Regions from separate parts of the Mus musculus genome. Here region 1 is linked to region 2. A link is a contact called in public HiChIP or PLAC-seq data. All regions are on one chromosome and are shown on one strand. The core of a region is the stretch at or near the end of the contact, and the rest is flanking DNA. Distances in the headings are between cores, read along the strand shown. Region 1 holds the start of Usp7 (ubiquitin specific peptidase 7). Region 2 holds the start of Tmem114 (transmembrane protein 114).

Region 1 (7,053 bases), core at 159-2,658, 310 kb before region 2:
GGAGGAAGTTCCTTGATGGGAAGCGTTCAGGCCAAGATGTTCTTGTTTTGTTGTTGATTTGTTTGAGTCCTGGTTGGCTTGGCCATGCCTCCAATTCGAAGAGATCCTACTGCCTCAGCCTCTGCCTCCGCCTCCCAAATTCTGGGATTAAAAAGGCATGTGCTACCCCCCCCCCCCCAAGTCAGTTGGCGCTTAGGCCTTAAATCAATCAGATTTTCCCTCTTCAAATTTCTTGTATTGAAAAGTTCGCTTTTAAAAAAATTTGACTCCTAAAACTTAGAAAGGTAGACGCAGGAGGATCAGGTGTCCATCAAGCACCATGAAAAGTTCCAGGCCAGCTTGGACTACCCGAGAGACTCTTTCCCAGTGGACGATCGTGGCCAACCTGATCTCCTAGAGAGGAAATAAATGAATGCTGGGATAGGTGAGAGCCGAAGGACTACACTTTGCCTTATTGGATCTAGGGTGCAAAAGAGTTAAGTTTCCCACGTATTTGCCCGGGTGAGAATCCCGGGGCCGGTTACGGGCCGTAAAACGGCGCCGCGCCTTGGGCTCCTTGTCCAGCCCAGTTCCCGCGAGCACCCCTACCCTCAGCCGGAGCCCCGCGGCCCTGGGCTGCGCTCCGCTGCCTCACAGAGGAGACCCCGGCGCCCCGCTCCAGCAGGGCTGGCGGGCGGGCGGCCGGCGCGCGGGGTGGGTGCTCCTCGGTGGCGGCGGGCGGGCCGCTCCCTGCTCCGCCTCCCGCTCCGCCTCCCGCTCCGCCCGCCGCCCGCCCTCGTCTCGTTCGCTCCGCTCTCGCCCCCCATGCGGATGTGACATTTCACGCCGCCGCCATTTTGAGAGCGAGCTGAGCCGAGCCGAGCCGCCGGGCGCCGCGTCCGCTGCCGGAGCCCCGACGACGACGCCGAGGAGGCGGAGGCCTCAGCGCCCCGAGCGCGGCCAGCCGGTCACCCGCCCGCGCAGCCTCAGCGGTCGCCGCCGCAGCCCACACCCGGGCCCGCAGGCTCGCCGCGGCCCGCCCGGCCTCCAGCCTTCCGCGCCCGGTCCGAGGCGGGGCTGACTACGCGGCCCCCGCCCGGCCGCCCTCCGCCCCCGGCCGGCCCGCGGCCCCGCAGCCCCGGCCCCGGCGGCGGGAGGCGGGCCCTGCGGCGGCGGCGGCGGCGGCGGCAGCGGCGGCCGCAGCGAGCGAGGAGGCCGCCCGGCTCGGCCCGCCGCCGCCCGCCCGCCTCGGCGCCGAGATTGGGCGAATCGCGAGCAAGTACGTGCGCGTCTCCCTGCCGCCGCCGCCGCCGCCGCCGCCCGCCGCGGGCCGCCCCGGGGCCGCCGCCGCCGACGACGCGCGGGTAGGAAGAGGAGGAGGCCGCCCCGCCGCCGCCGCCGCCGCCGCCTCTGCTAGCAGCCGCCCGCCCGCCGGGCCCGCAGCCCGGGCCTCCGGCCGCAGGCGAGGCCCAGGCCGCGGCCGACATGAACCACCAACAGCAGCAGCAGCAGCAGCAGAAAGCGGGCGAGCAGCAGCTGAGCGAGCCCGAGGACATGGAGATGGAAGGTGAGGCCCGCAGCGGGGCCGGCGCTTTCATTGTGGTCCGGGCGGCCGCGGGAGCCACGCGAGGGCCTCGCCATCTTTAACCAGGCCGGGCTGCCGCTCGGCCCCGCTCGGCCCGGCGCTTTTGCCGGGCCGGGGCTGCACAGTCATGCGGCCCGGCGGGGGGTGGCCCCGGACCCCCGAGTTCACGCATTGTGCAGCGCACGGGCTGCTGGGCACAAAGCGCCGGAGTCGTAAATTAGGATCGAGGTGTGTTGGCTCCGGGTACCCAGGTTGGGAGGCGGGCCCCGGGGACCGTCCTCTTTCCGGGGTGTGTGGCTCTGGCCAGGCTGGTTGGGCCTGCTCCCCGGCCCCTGAGCTCTTGGGGTGGGTATGGGAGCGGGTGCGCAGGTTCCCCTGCACCTGCTTCTGAACGCGCCCCCGGAGAGCCTCCCCCCAATAACTTCCGAGCGCTCTGCCGGGCGTCGCGCTTAATTGCGGAGACACCTGCAAGGCGCGCAGCTGCCCTCAGCCTTTGGACTTGCTGGGAAAGTACTCAGGTTCGCCTAGTTTATAAGTTACCTGGGCTTGTGGAGGAGTTTGGGTACCTGGCTGTAGGTGGTGCCGTCCACGTCCGGCTAAAAAGTGTGCTTGAAACTATGGAGTTCCGCCGCACATGGCTGGCCTACTGCAGAAGCAGATTAAGTTCTGGAGGTAACTATGTTTTCTACCGGAGCCGCAGGAATTTATCTTGGTACTGGATTTTATACTGTTTGTAGAGCTTCGCTATCAAGGTTTGCTGTGAAAGCGCAGTGGAGGGACTCTGGCTTCGGGATCTCATGCTGGGTTGGTCATTTTCTTTTCTTTTGACTTGGTACTTTAAGTGAAGGCAGTATGCGCGGTTACCTGCCCTAAAGGGGTCAGACAGGCAGGAATCCCAGTGAGGGGCAATGAATGGACCGTTCAGCAAGTGATAGTGGCTTTCATAAATGAATGAAGGTTCCTAGGAAGTTGGGGTAAAACTGTATTTGTTGTGTATGATGTAGCATGCTCTAGGCTAGGAATACTGACTCTTGACCCCCCCTGTGAATAACTTGATGGTGATCAGTGGGAATCAAACAATTGTCTGACCATGCAGCAGAGGGAAAAAGGCCCTAGGGGGCCGGGGGAAGGGGGAAGCTGAAGTTCATGCCAAGGACTAGGCTGTTTCTCTTGGCCTCAGCAAATCAGTAATTTCAGAGTGTCTGGCAAGTGCGATTAAACCAAATAGCTGATGGAACTCACCTTTGGGAGATTAGTGTACTCCTTTTATGCTATAATTTCATGCACGTCTAAAGTGGAGAGTTGCTCGGAACGTGAACATCCGTTTTCCTTTCAAGTCTTCCTCACTGCTCCTCTAGGGCTTTGTGAGAATAAGATTGGACAGCGCTGGGGGGGGGCATATTTCTGATACAGACTGTATCTGGAAAAATGTCTATGTCCAAAGTTTTGACGAGATTAGGGTGGTGGAAGATCTTCACAGGTTTTTTTACCCATGATATCCTGGGCTTCATGCTTGCTTCCCAGAGTTTTCTCGTGAAACTTTCATTTTCTATCAAAGTTAGTATTTGAGTTTTAGTGTTTAATGGGTGTTGTGGCTTTCAGTTTTCTATTCTTGCGCTAATTCTGTAGAAAATGCAGTCTTTCAGGGCTGTGGCCATGTGAGCTAGTATAGTGCTTTGGTGTGGGAGTGCACGTTAGACAGTCTTATTTTAGCTTTGCACTCCGCAAATAGGGTACTGTGCTGTTGTCAATTAGGATCAGGAAGGGTTGATAACTTCTTCCAAAGTCCAGAATAGCCGAATTTAGAGTTAACAACTTCGGTAGGTCTCACAAGCCGGGCTGCAAATGGGATCTAGACCGGAGCTAATGGCTAGCACCATTATTTACTTGGGTTTGGTAGAGCCAGCAGCTGGAGGGGGTCAGAGCTATGACCAGCTTGGGAAGGAAGGCTTTGTGAGGCGTATCCTGTCTGCCTTCCCTCTAGGGCAGGGTGGTTTCGATGGAGAGGGAAGCTGGGAGACTGGTTCTGTTGGTTGTAATTTCCCCTCCTATCGGTAGTCAGGGCTAGTATGCTAGTATGCGGTCCTGCCTCACTCTGTCAGAGTTACATTTGTTCTTGAGTGACCACACAGTGCTCATACATCCACTAGAGAATTGGTTATTTTAAGTTCTTAGGAGTGCTGAGGAAAATTAGGAAGGGAAAAATATGGGGAGAGAGAAAATGAGGGTCTGTTTACTGGTGGTGTAACCACAGCCTGCTGTCTGTAAGGCCGGGAAAGCAACTTGTCTTGCTTCTTGCTGGGAGGTAGAGGCAGAGTATATCTGACTGGGGGTGAATTTATTTGGCAGTTCATTTATTGTCTAGCTTCACTGGCCCATTATCTGAAGAGGTGGCTTACATATAGGTGGCTTACATATCTGTAGGTTCTATTAAAGACACACAAGCTTTGCTGTGTGCTTTGCTTGTGGCTCACAGTAATCTCCCTAACAGGAGAATGTGCTGTTCTCTGGGTGACACTTCTGCACTCGAGCACTGTTTCTTTCAGAATGTAGTATTTGAGAGCTGAGTAAGTGGACAGACTTGCTGTCAGGAGCAAATGTGTGACCACTGCAGCTTAGGTAGGCTTTGGTTTGTGGAAGAAATATTTTTTTTTGTTTTACTTATTTTTATTTTATACGCATTGGTGTTTTGCCTGTATGTATGTCTGTGTGAGAGTTCCAGATCCCTTGGAACTGGACAGTTGTGAGCCATCCATGTAGGTGCTGGGAATTGAACCCAGCTCTTCCAGAAGAGCAGCCAGCATTCTTATCCTTCTGAGCCATTTCTCCAGTCCCAGTGGAAGAATTCTTGCTGTGAGCATCACCTCAGAGAGCCCAGTGGAATCAGCCCTGGCCCAGAAATGTGTCCCTTTGATGCCAAACAATCGGGTCTGCTTGCTGCAGAGTTGCTCTTTTCAGCCCGTGATGCTCCCAGTCTGTCTTCTCAGCCTTTCTGCCCACAGTCCAGGGATAAGAACACCGATAGGGGAGAAAGTGCACCCTTACCCTTACTTCTGTTTTTCCTGTGGAACTAGGAAACTAGGCAGGTCATTAGGTTAGTTCACAGTTGGGTAGTCCTATGGCAGAAGAGGCTAGAGGTTTACTGAGAATTTGTGTTTAGTTGCTGTGTGACCTCTGCCTGTTTAAGCCATTGATGCCTCAGTTTCTACATCCTATGAAAAAGAGGTCATGCAAATCGGCCAAGGCTGTGCTGAAATCAGTGCCACCAGGCTTGTCAAGGACAGGCACAAGATAGAGCCATCGATGTGCGCTAAGTGTGGGCTGACTTGGAGCTGAGGTGAGGAAACAAGGCACGCAGAAAAGCCTGCTTGTAATTATACATTGGCAGAATGAGAGTAGGAGGTAACAGCATCAGTTTAGGTGTAGTTACTCCTGCACCCTCACTGGGTCAGTCATAGTCTTTATGTAGTGTTGGGGACCAACCCCAGGTTTTCCTGCAAGCCACACAGTTTGACTGAGTTACACCCCCAGATTTCCCTATACCTGTTTTTGAGCCAGGTTTTCTGCAGCTGAGACTGGTCTCGAGTAAGCTTCTGCTCTTTCTGCCTCTACCTCCCAAGTGCTTGGACTCTCGATTAATGACCAACTAATCCCGGTATTGATGTCCTGTAATAGGGATATGCAATAGAAAACTAAATGTATGGCAGGACTGTGTCTTCCTGGTGCCTGGAAACCCTTGTTCAGGAGGTCATTGGTACTGCCTTGAGGCAGGCTCCAATTGGAGTGCAGTCTGGGCTTGAGGATCCTGCACGCCTGGGTGCTGGGATCACCCGCTTTGCACCAACACACAGCTGCTTTATTGTAGTGTTACTCCTAGTGACTGAATACTACTGGGTGGCGGTGGCGGTGGCGGGGAAGACAGGTCTCACCAGACCTCTAGACTTAGGAGGGAGACTATGTTCTTGCTGGGTTCCCACCCACATTCTCCTATCAGGTTTTCCAGGCACTATCTTAAGTGGGACCCTTGTTGGGACTTTGGCTGTAGTGTGTGTTTGTTCTCTTTCTTTCTTTGTCTCTGTCTCTGTCTCTGTCTGTCTCTCTCTCTCTCTCTCTCTCTCTCTCTCTCTCCTCTCTGGTTTTTCAAGACAGGGTTTCTCTATATAGCCCTGGCTATCCTGGAACTCACTCTGTAGACCAGGCTGGCCTCGAACTCAGCACCTGGAAGGCGCTAGGATTGAAGGTGTGTGCCACCACTGCCCGCCTGGAATAGCTCTCCTTATGGTCTGTTACTGCCAAGCTGTCTACCTATGGGACTGTTAGACCTGCCCTATGAAAAGGAAGGGAAGTGACTCATAATAACACCAATCATAGCTGGGCAGGTGGCACCTGTTGTCCTGTCTAGCACTTGGGAGGCAGAGGCAGAAGAATCACAAGTTCTGAGTAGTTATGGGCCAAGTATTGAAATTTCCATTTGGTCTCCCATAAAACACCAAGCAAGACCTCAAGCCATTTGCATGTCGTGTTCCTAAAGAGCTTGGCAGGTCATCTGAGGTAAGGCCCTGGAAAGGAACCAGTGGATCCTTTGCTGTACCTGCCTTCATCCAGCCCTTTGCAGACCTGGCTTGGAAAATGACCATTTCAGGTGCCTCTGGATTTTGCGAGATAAGTTTTTTGTTTTTTGTTTTTTTCTTAAGATTTATACATTTATTAATTATATGTGAACACTGTAGCTGTCTTCAGACCCTCCAGAAGAGGGCTCAGATCTCTTTACTGATAGTTGGGAGCCACCATGTGGTTGCTGGGATTTGAACTCAAGGACGTTTGGAAGAGCAGGTGCTCTTAACCACTGAGCTGTCTCACCAGCCCTGGAACTACAGTTTTTAAGGAACTTAGTCTGGGCAGAAGTGCAGAAAGCTGGTACCTGGCAGGACACTCATTATGAAAGAGGGTGGAAGAGCCATAAGCAGTTGTGATAGCTGCTGACCTTGTTGTCATTGCTGTGTATAGGGAAAAAAGCCTTTTCTGCGCCTTCAGCACCTCCCTTCTCTAGACCACCTATAAGGTCTGCTGAAGGCTTTTGATGGCTCTGTCTCTTTCTTTTAAAGATTTATTTATTTTATGTAAGTACACTGTAGCTGTCTTCAGACACCCCAGAAGAGGGCATCAGATCTCATTAGGGATGGTTGTGAGCCACCATGTGGTTGCTGGGATTTGAACTCAGGACCTTCAGAAGAGCATTTGGTGCTCCTAACTGCTGAGCCATCGCTCCTGCCCTTGATGTCTCTTTAAGTTTCCTTTTGTTATTGTTTGTAGTTTTTTAGAAGAGTAATAATACTGAGCCAGGGAATTGCTGCTCATTCCTCAAGTGGAATCCTGGGCAGCAGGTGTGTGTGTTTTCACAGTGGCCGGTGGTGAATTTCACCTGCTTCATACTTGCTCGGAACCAATTTGGACTTGAGAAAGTTGGAAGAAGGAAGGTTTTCAGGCAT
Region 2 (7,824 bases), core at 3,978-6,477:
ACAAGCTGTGTCATTGAACACTGTCTAAGAGATCTGTTTCATTCACAGTTGGCCCAAGATCTGGCACCTGGATACTGAGGGGGGAATGGGAATGTGGAACCACACTGGTATATATATCCTGGTTTCCCTCCTGGATCCAACAGGATTCACCATATAAAATGCAGATACCCAGTTAAATTTGAACTTCAGACAAACATCATACAATTTAAAAAAGTATATCATATATATATATATATATATATATATATATATATACATACATATACATATATATATTCTTCTGTGAGTGGTGAGGGTGTTTCATATAACCTAGGCTAGCCTTGATCTCTCTATATGTTGGAGGTTGGCTTTGAACCCCTGATCCTCTGCGTCAGTCTCCCAAGTGCTGGAATTATATGTTTGCACTGCCTTGTCTGGTTTTGGAGAGCCATGAATCTGACGTTCTAATTTAATTGTGTGTCTCATGTTCTTATTGCCTGTTCCTGCAGCCACGCTCCTTCAATTCACACAGTTATGGTGGCACTCTGCACAGGTGGCCCAAGTGTGGCCAATCTGCACACTGTCATCTTCAGAGTCACAGGGATGATTCATGTAACTAGAAAAGATGAACCAAAAGTGGGCCAGTGAGCCTCCTATTTCTGAAAGTGTGGTTGGCAGCACTTAGAAGGAGAGTCCTTCCTGCTGGACTGTGAGAAGGAATGTCTCTGGTGCCACAAGTGGGAGTAAACTGGAGAGTGAAGTATGTCCTTACGTGAAAGGGGGAGAAGTGGTTGTACCATCTTGCAATCCCACCAGCAGTGGAGGAGTGTTCCTCTTTCTCCACATCCTCGCCAGCATCTGCTGTCACCTGAATTTTTGATCTTAGCCATTCTGACTGGTGTGAGGTGGAATTTCAGGGTTGTTTTGATTTGCATTTCCCTGATGATTAAGGATGTTGAAATTTTTTTCAGGTGCTTCTCGCCATCTGGTATTCCTCAGTTGAGGATTCTTTGTTTAGCTCTGCACCCCATTTTTAATGGGGTTATTTGAATTTCTGGAGTCCAGCCTCTTGAGCTTTTTGTATATATTGGATATTAGTCTCCTTTCAGATTTAGGATTGGTAAAAATCCTTTCCCAATCTGTTGGCGGCCTTTTAAGATCCAGCAATACCTCTCCTGGGCATATATCCAGAAGATGTTCCAACTGGTAAGAAGGACACATGCTCCACTATGTTCATAGCAGCCTTATTTATAATAGCCAGAAGCTGGAAAGAACCCAGACGTCCCTCAACAGAGGAATGGATACAGAAAATGTGGTACATTTACACAATGGAGTACTACTCAGCTATTAAAAACAATGAATTTATGAAATTCTTGTGCAAATGGAGGTATCATGAGGATATCATCCTTAGTGAGGTAACCCAATCACAAAAGAAGTCACTTAATATGCACTCACTGGTAAGTGGATATTAGCCCAGAAACTTAGAATACCCAAGATACAATTTGCAAAACACACACACACACAAAAAGCAAGAAGAAGGAAGACCAATGTGTGGGTACTTCATTCCTCCTTAGAATAGGGAACAAAATACCCATGGAAGGAGTTACAGAGACAAAGTTTGGAGCTAAGACGAAAGGATGGACCATTTAGAAACTACTCAACCCGGGGATCCATCCCATAATCAGCCACCAAACCCAGATACTATTGCATATGCCAGCAAGATTTTGCTGAAAGGACCCTGATATAGCTGTCTCATGTGAGGCTAGGCCAGTGCCTGGCAAATACAGAAGTGGATGCTCACAGTCATCTATTGGATGGAACACAATGGAGAAGCTAGAGAAAGTACCCAAGGAGCTGAAGGGGTCTGCAACCCTATAGGTGGAACAACAATATGAACTAACCAGTACCCCCAGAGCTTGTGTCTCTAGCTGCATATGTATCAGAAGATGGCCAGGTCAGCCATCAGTGGAAAGAGAGGCCCCTTGGTCTTGCAAACTTTATATGCCCCAGTACAGGGGAATGGCAGGGCCAAGAATTGGGAGTGGGTGGGTAGGGGAGCAGGGAGGGGGGGTATAGGAGACTTTGGGGATAGCATTTGAAATGTAAATGAAGAAAATATCTAATAAAATTGAAAAAAAAGAAAGGGGGAGAAGAAGGGGGAGGGAGGGGAGGGAGAGAGAGAGAGAAGGGAGGGAAAGGGAGAGGGGAGGAGGAGGGAGAGGGAGAAGGAAAGGGAGAGGGAGAGGGAGAGGGAGAGGGAGAGGGAGAGGGAGAGGGAGAGGGAGAGGGAGAGGGAGAGGGAGAAGAAGCATATAATTAGGCCTTCTGGAGTGTATTTGAATTTTACCTTTGTCTGTAGGTTGTTGGTGTGAATCCTTTTGGTGATGTTTCAAATGAAAATGATGGTAAAGTGTAGTAGATTTTCAAAGCAAAGCTGCTGGTGAGAAAATGGGTCAGTGTGTACAGTGCTTGTTGAGCAGGCTCAGGACCTAAGTGTGAACTCCTTTTCTATCCATGTAAGGGTTTAGCATGGCCAAGCCCATCTGTAGCTGCAGTGCCAGGTGAGGGACAGAGGTAGGTGGATCTCTGGGACTCAGGTCAGGCAGCATAGCCTCAAGTTGTGATATTCAGATTCATTGAGAGACCTTATCTCAACAAATCAGGGAGAACGTGTTGGAGGAAGACACTCAAAGTTGACCTCTGGCTTCCAAATGTGTCTGCACAGGTGAGCATATTTATACATATACACATGTGCACACATGCATATATACCGTCAGGGTGACAGGGGAAAGAGGGATCTTGTGCAAGATGGTGGATGAAGATGATGCAGCAGAACAAGGAGATACCATTTGACAGTTGATAGCCCTGTGAGCTTGCAACTATGAAACTATGAATCCAAGCTCACTGCTCTCCACTGGAAAGGCCAAGCTACTGCTGCAAGAATCAAGATTTGTATGGATATTAGAAGATGGAGGTTATCATCAGCACCAACTAAGACCATCTTCCTTGAGGGGTCCCAGCATGAGGCTTATGTATGGAGTGGAGGCATTGCCAAGAAGCAGGCCATGGTCAAATTACGAATTACAAGGTGATTACAAATTTCAGAGGGGGTCTACTTTTCTGATTTGTGGACTGCTGTTATCTACAAGTTGTGTTCTGGGTTCTGTATCCAAACAAAAGTAACTGATTTGAAGATTCCATGACTGATGGCCTCCCAAGTACAGCTTGTTTAATTGTGATAGCTTGGGATACAAAAGGTGTCTTTTATTCAGGCAACAGGGAAAGATAGAAAGGAGGAGGATCAGGGAGGGCAGAGGAAAGGAGCTTGCCTCCAAGGACAGGAGAGATAACATTTGTGGAGGAACAGTGTTTAACTCATTAGGTGGCTTTAGTCAAAGGTGTCATTTACAGCAAAGCTAGTGGGAGACCATTGCCTGGCTGTGTGACTTCCACAATTAGTGACTTTAGAAAGCCGAGAGCAAGTAAAATCCAGGGTCTAATTAGGGTTTCCTGGGTAACATGCGTGCTGATACTGCTGAGGATGAAGATGGGGGTGAGGTTGGAGACTAAGATGGAAAACAAGGACAGCACAAATCTCTATGTTAATTTTCTGCTGTCCTTATCAAGTCTAACCTCGACATTCAACTAGCTTAGCTCCAGTTACCAGGACCCCTCGCTCTTTTTCTAGTTTATCTCCCCACTAACGCCTCTTAAAATTATGTGTGTGCACTTTCCATGGAGACTGGAGGTGGGGTGATATCAGGTCTACATTGCTTTATTGTTTTCAGATGGGCTTTTTCACTGAATTTGGAGCTAGGCTTGCAATCAGCAAGCCCTGGAAATCCTCCTGTATTTGTCCTTTCCACACAGAGCTGGGGTTACGGTGCATATGACCCTGTCTATGTTTTTATGTGCATTCCGGGGTTTTGAATTAATGTCGTTGTGTCTCAAGGGCTCTTACCTCCTGAGCTGTCTCTCCAGCTCCCTCACCTCAATTATTCTTGCTTCTTGCCATTTGGTGGTACATAGCAATATCACAGATATTGGGGGTTTTGGCCCCCCTCACCATGAGGTTAGAACATTTCAGTCTCCTACTTAGACTTTCCAAAGAGTTAAACTGTGAGTCCAATGAGCTCTGAAATCCCAAGTCCCACTCATGAGTCTGCAGATCTGTACACCTTTGCTTTCTACCTTCTCGTCTTTCTTCTAAGCCCCCTTCCCTCACCAGATTCTTGAAACTTCTCTGTATGTAGCAAACTTTCACACTCCTGCAGGTAGGGTAAACTGCTGGCTTGTCCACATCTCAGGGTCAATGTTGCTTCCCCAAAGACTAACTGAGGCCTCCCATCTGGTTACTCACCCCTATTCACTGACTTCAGCATTACAGTTTTTTAAAACTGTGTCACAGCAGCATCAAGGGTTTGAGCGCTCAGCGAAGAAGGTAGCAATGAGGGGCCATTGAGAACTGCAGACTGCAAGTCAGGCCATCTCTGACTCTTCAAACCTGCTTCCCTCACTCCCATCGCCATACACACAGGAGAGTTTCCTTGGGGTGTCTTGCTTTAGGAATGGGAAGTCTGGGCTGCGTTTGGACTGCTAATGCCCTTTCTTCTTAGCATGGACCCTCGTGCCAGGAATGAGAGGTTTTGTGCTGAGGAAGGGGATGGCAGTATTGGTAACGCTGGTAATGGCGGCTATGGTAAAGAAAATGGTAACGGTGTTTGTGGTAACAGTGGTGATGAGGTTGTTGGTGCTGGTGATGAAGATGGTGGGGATGGTTGTTATTGTTGGTGTGGTAATGGTGACGGGGTGAGGGTGGGATGACGGTGGTGGTGCTGATGGTGGGGTGAGGGCAATGGTAGAAATGGTGAGGCTGATGATGGTGGTAGTAGTGGTGATGTAGATGATGGGGTGGCGGGTAGGGCTGTGGTGTTAGTGAAGTGGTGGTTGTGATGATGAAGATTTTTGTTGACAAAGAAAATAGAGTCACAGAATCTAATGTTCCCTGTTGACTAAAAGAATTTTTGTGGAAAAAAAAAATCCCGACCTTTTCTTTTGTAGTCAGCAGAGGAAAATTACTTGAAGGTGCATTTTGGAATCAAAAGCGCCTCAGGAGGAGGCTTTGCAGGAGACTCTGCAACCCCAGATTAGAGAAAGTCAGCCTCCTCTGACTCCCTAGTATCTGAAGTCCGCCTTCTCTTCAGCACCGCCCCCTTGGCACCTCCCTCTGTCCAGCCTGCTCGTCTTGTGAGCCCAGTCTTCTTGAGGTTTCAGGACGCTCGCCCCGATCCGGAGCGGTGGGAAGCGAAGATAGACGCCGGCTGAACTGGGGGCGCCGAGGTAGAGGTGTGGGGAGAACAAGGAGGACTGAGGTCGACAGAGGCGGGGAGCTGCTGGAGGGGTTCATGGAGGGTGAGGCAGGGGAGTGGAGGCAGTAGTCGGGGGCTGGGGAGAAGAGTGCAGAGCCAGAAAGGAGGAGACGCTGGAACGGGGCGCAAGTTGGAGCTGCGAGAGCAGGTGGCACCTGTGCTAGTCGGACCCGGGAGGGTCGGGAGGCACTAGGGTGGAGGTCTGCGAGGACAGGGATCCCTGAGGACACTGATTTGGGCCGGAGCACGTGCGGGTGGGATCGCGTAAGTGGAGCCAGAGATCCACGCTGGAGAATCTGGAGTGCAGCGAACAGACGGGGAGCGTGGGCAGGAGCCGGCGCCCGGGGGCCCAACGCTGGGAGATGCGGGTGCGCCTGGGCGCTCTGGCGGGAGCGGCGGCGCTGAGCGGGGCTCTGAGCTTCGTGCTGCTGGCAGCAGCCATCGGCACCGACTTCTGGTACATCATCGACACCGAGAGGCTGGAAAGGAGCAGCCAGAGGATGAGGGACCAGGGACCGGCCAACCGCAGCCAGCAAGAGCCTCTGAGCTCCCACTCGGGACTCTGGAGAACTTGCCGGGGTAAGGGTCCTTCCAGGGTCCGTGTTCTCACCTGGGTGCAGTACCTGGGACCTGTTGCTTACCTCATACTCCTATCTCAACCTCCAAGCTCACAGTGCCAAGCACTTAGGGGTGCTGGGAGGATGGACAGAGGCTGGCCTGCAAAAGTGCGAAGTGCCAGCTTACAAGTGCATAACACCCTCTTGCTTTCTTGGGCCGGAGACATCTAAGGCAGCTTTGGGGCAGGGGTCGGAGGGGGGGGGGGCAGGGAGAATGTCAGGATTCTGCAGGTGAAACTCCTTCCTCCCATCAGTCCAGAGCTCCTGCACGCCGTTGATGAACCCTTTCTGGCAGGAGAATGTGACGGTCAGCGACTCCAGCAGACAGCTTCTCAGTAAGTCCGGGGACAATGGATGGAGGGAACTGTCCCTCAGTTTTGATGCTCTTCTCCAAACCTGAACTTCAGTGGTCATGGAGGCTGTGGGTGGGAGGCCTTTGACCACAGGGCCTGAGAGGGTGGGGCTATGCCTGGGGGCGGGGCCACTCTCATTTTAACTTGAAGGTATGTAGAATCCATCCAACCAATAGACAGCCCTGTGCACCATTGATGACTGAGCTAGACCTCAAATCCAGGCAGTGCCCTCTAGGCCTTCCTGGACTTGCTGCGGAGAGAGGTCGTCACTACACAAGCAATTACATTTGAGTGGTAGTCCTCATGAAAGAAGGTGGGGGGAGTCCAAGCCAGCGGCCAAACACCTTTGGATGGTGAAGCTGAATGAAAGGTGAAAGGTCTTGTCAGGCAGTCTGAGGGCCAGCTTGTCAGTAGAAAGAGTGTGGGGTGATTTAAAGCAGGTAGTTTAGAAGAGGCGAGCATCCTGTTGCCTGAAGGGCCGTCACCTGTGACTTGTTGGTGCCTGGTTTTCCCAGCACCTCCCACAGGGCCTGCTACTAAGAGAATTGAAGCTCAATATAAAAGGGAAAGGGGCTTGAATGACACCTGTGGCAGGACGGGGAAAGGGGGGTAATTTTGTTTATTGGAATTTAGGGCTGCCCAGACACCAGCTAAGAGCTTTCCATCACTGTCTCTGATTCTCACACCCACCCTGCTCAAAGTTGGTACCTCCCTCTTCTCTCCACTACTGTGTCAGTACTGGGTATTAAACCCAGGGTCCTGTTCATACAGGCAAATGTTTTACCACTGAACTCAATCAATCCCTGTCTCTCTCTTCTTCGTTTCAGTTTTTATTTTGAACTAAGTTTTCTAGCCTGACCTTGAACACACACTGCAGCTCTATCAGGCCTGGACTTGCGATTCTCCTGCCTCAGCCACCTGAGTAGCTGGAATTATATTTAGCACCAGGCCTGGAGCATTGTCTCTGTGTTTGACTTTCACTTGGCAACTGAGTCCAAGAAGGGTCTTGAGAGGGGATATGAAACAAGAATGGACATCCATAGACGTTGGGTGTGGGTAGTATTGGACAGACAGCCTGTGGCTTAGGAAGTTGCTCTTAGCCCTCCTCTCTGTCTGTTTCTTCCCTCTGCATCTCAGGTTCCCTCTTGCTTAGGACTTTGCACAGGCTAATTCCTGACATCTTCCCATGTCCCTCTGCTCCCAACTACTAGCTTAGCTTTGCTAATTCTGTCTCACTGAACAGGTCATTTGGCTTTTTGAAGTGTAGAATCTCACCTTTTCATTAGACTGTAAATTCCATGAAGGCAGAGATTTTTCTCTATCCTGCCCATTGTTGAAATCTCAGTACTTAGCATAGAACCTGGCAGAGAGCAGATCACAATCAAAATTATATAGATGTGAATGAATGGATAGATGGATAGATTAATGAATGATTAGATAGATGGATGAGTGAGTGGATGAATGAGTGAATGACCAGATGGATGGAGGAGTGAGAGGATGAGTGAA

The links. HiChIP or PLAC-seq counts read pairs in DNA pulled down with a chosen protein or histone mark.
Region 1: an H3K4me3 HiChIP or PLAC-seq map of embryonic forebrain shows a contact between it and region 2, with 2.9 times the contacts expected there. The contact joins the promoter of Usp7 here to the promoter of Tmem114 in region 2. A contact is called at or near these places in 3 of 39 promoter capture datasets (the C10 cell line, the HPC-7 cell line and pre-B cells), 1 of 15 datasets of contacts at CTCF or cohesin (the NIH/3T3 cell line), 1 of 484 Hi-C or Micro-C datasets (B cells), 10 of 115 datasets of contacts at active chromatin or transcription factors (astrocytes, craniofacial prominence, embryonic forebrain and 5 more) and 1 of 9 other capture datasets (adipose tissue).

The regions. Positions count from the first base shown.
Region 1 is chr16:8,732,697-8,739,749 of GRCm38.p6, reverse strand. Usp7 (ubiquitin specific peptidase 7) reads left to right here and starts at 1,408. Exons shown (of 31, transcript NM_001003918.2): 1 at 1,408-1,546. The coding sequence starts at 1,465.
Region 2 is chr16:8,422,539-8,430,362 of GRCm38.p6, reverse strand. It overlaps Tmem114 (transmembrane protein 114), which reads left to right and starts at 5,227. Exons shown (of 4, transcript NM_029070.2): 1 at 5,227-5,927; 2 at 6,220-6,300. The coding sequence starts at 5,711.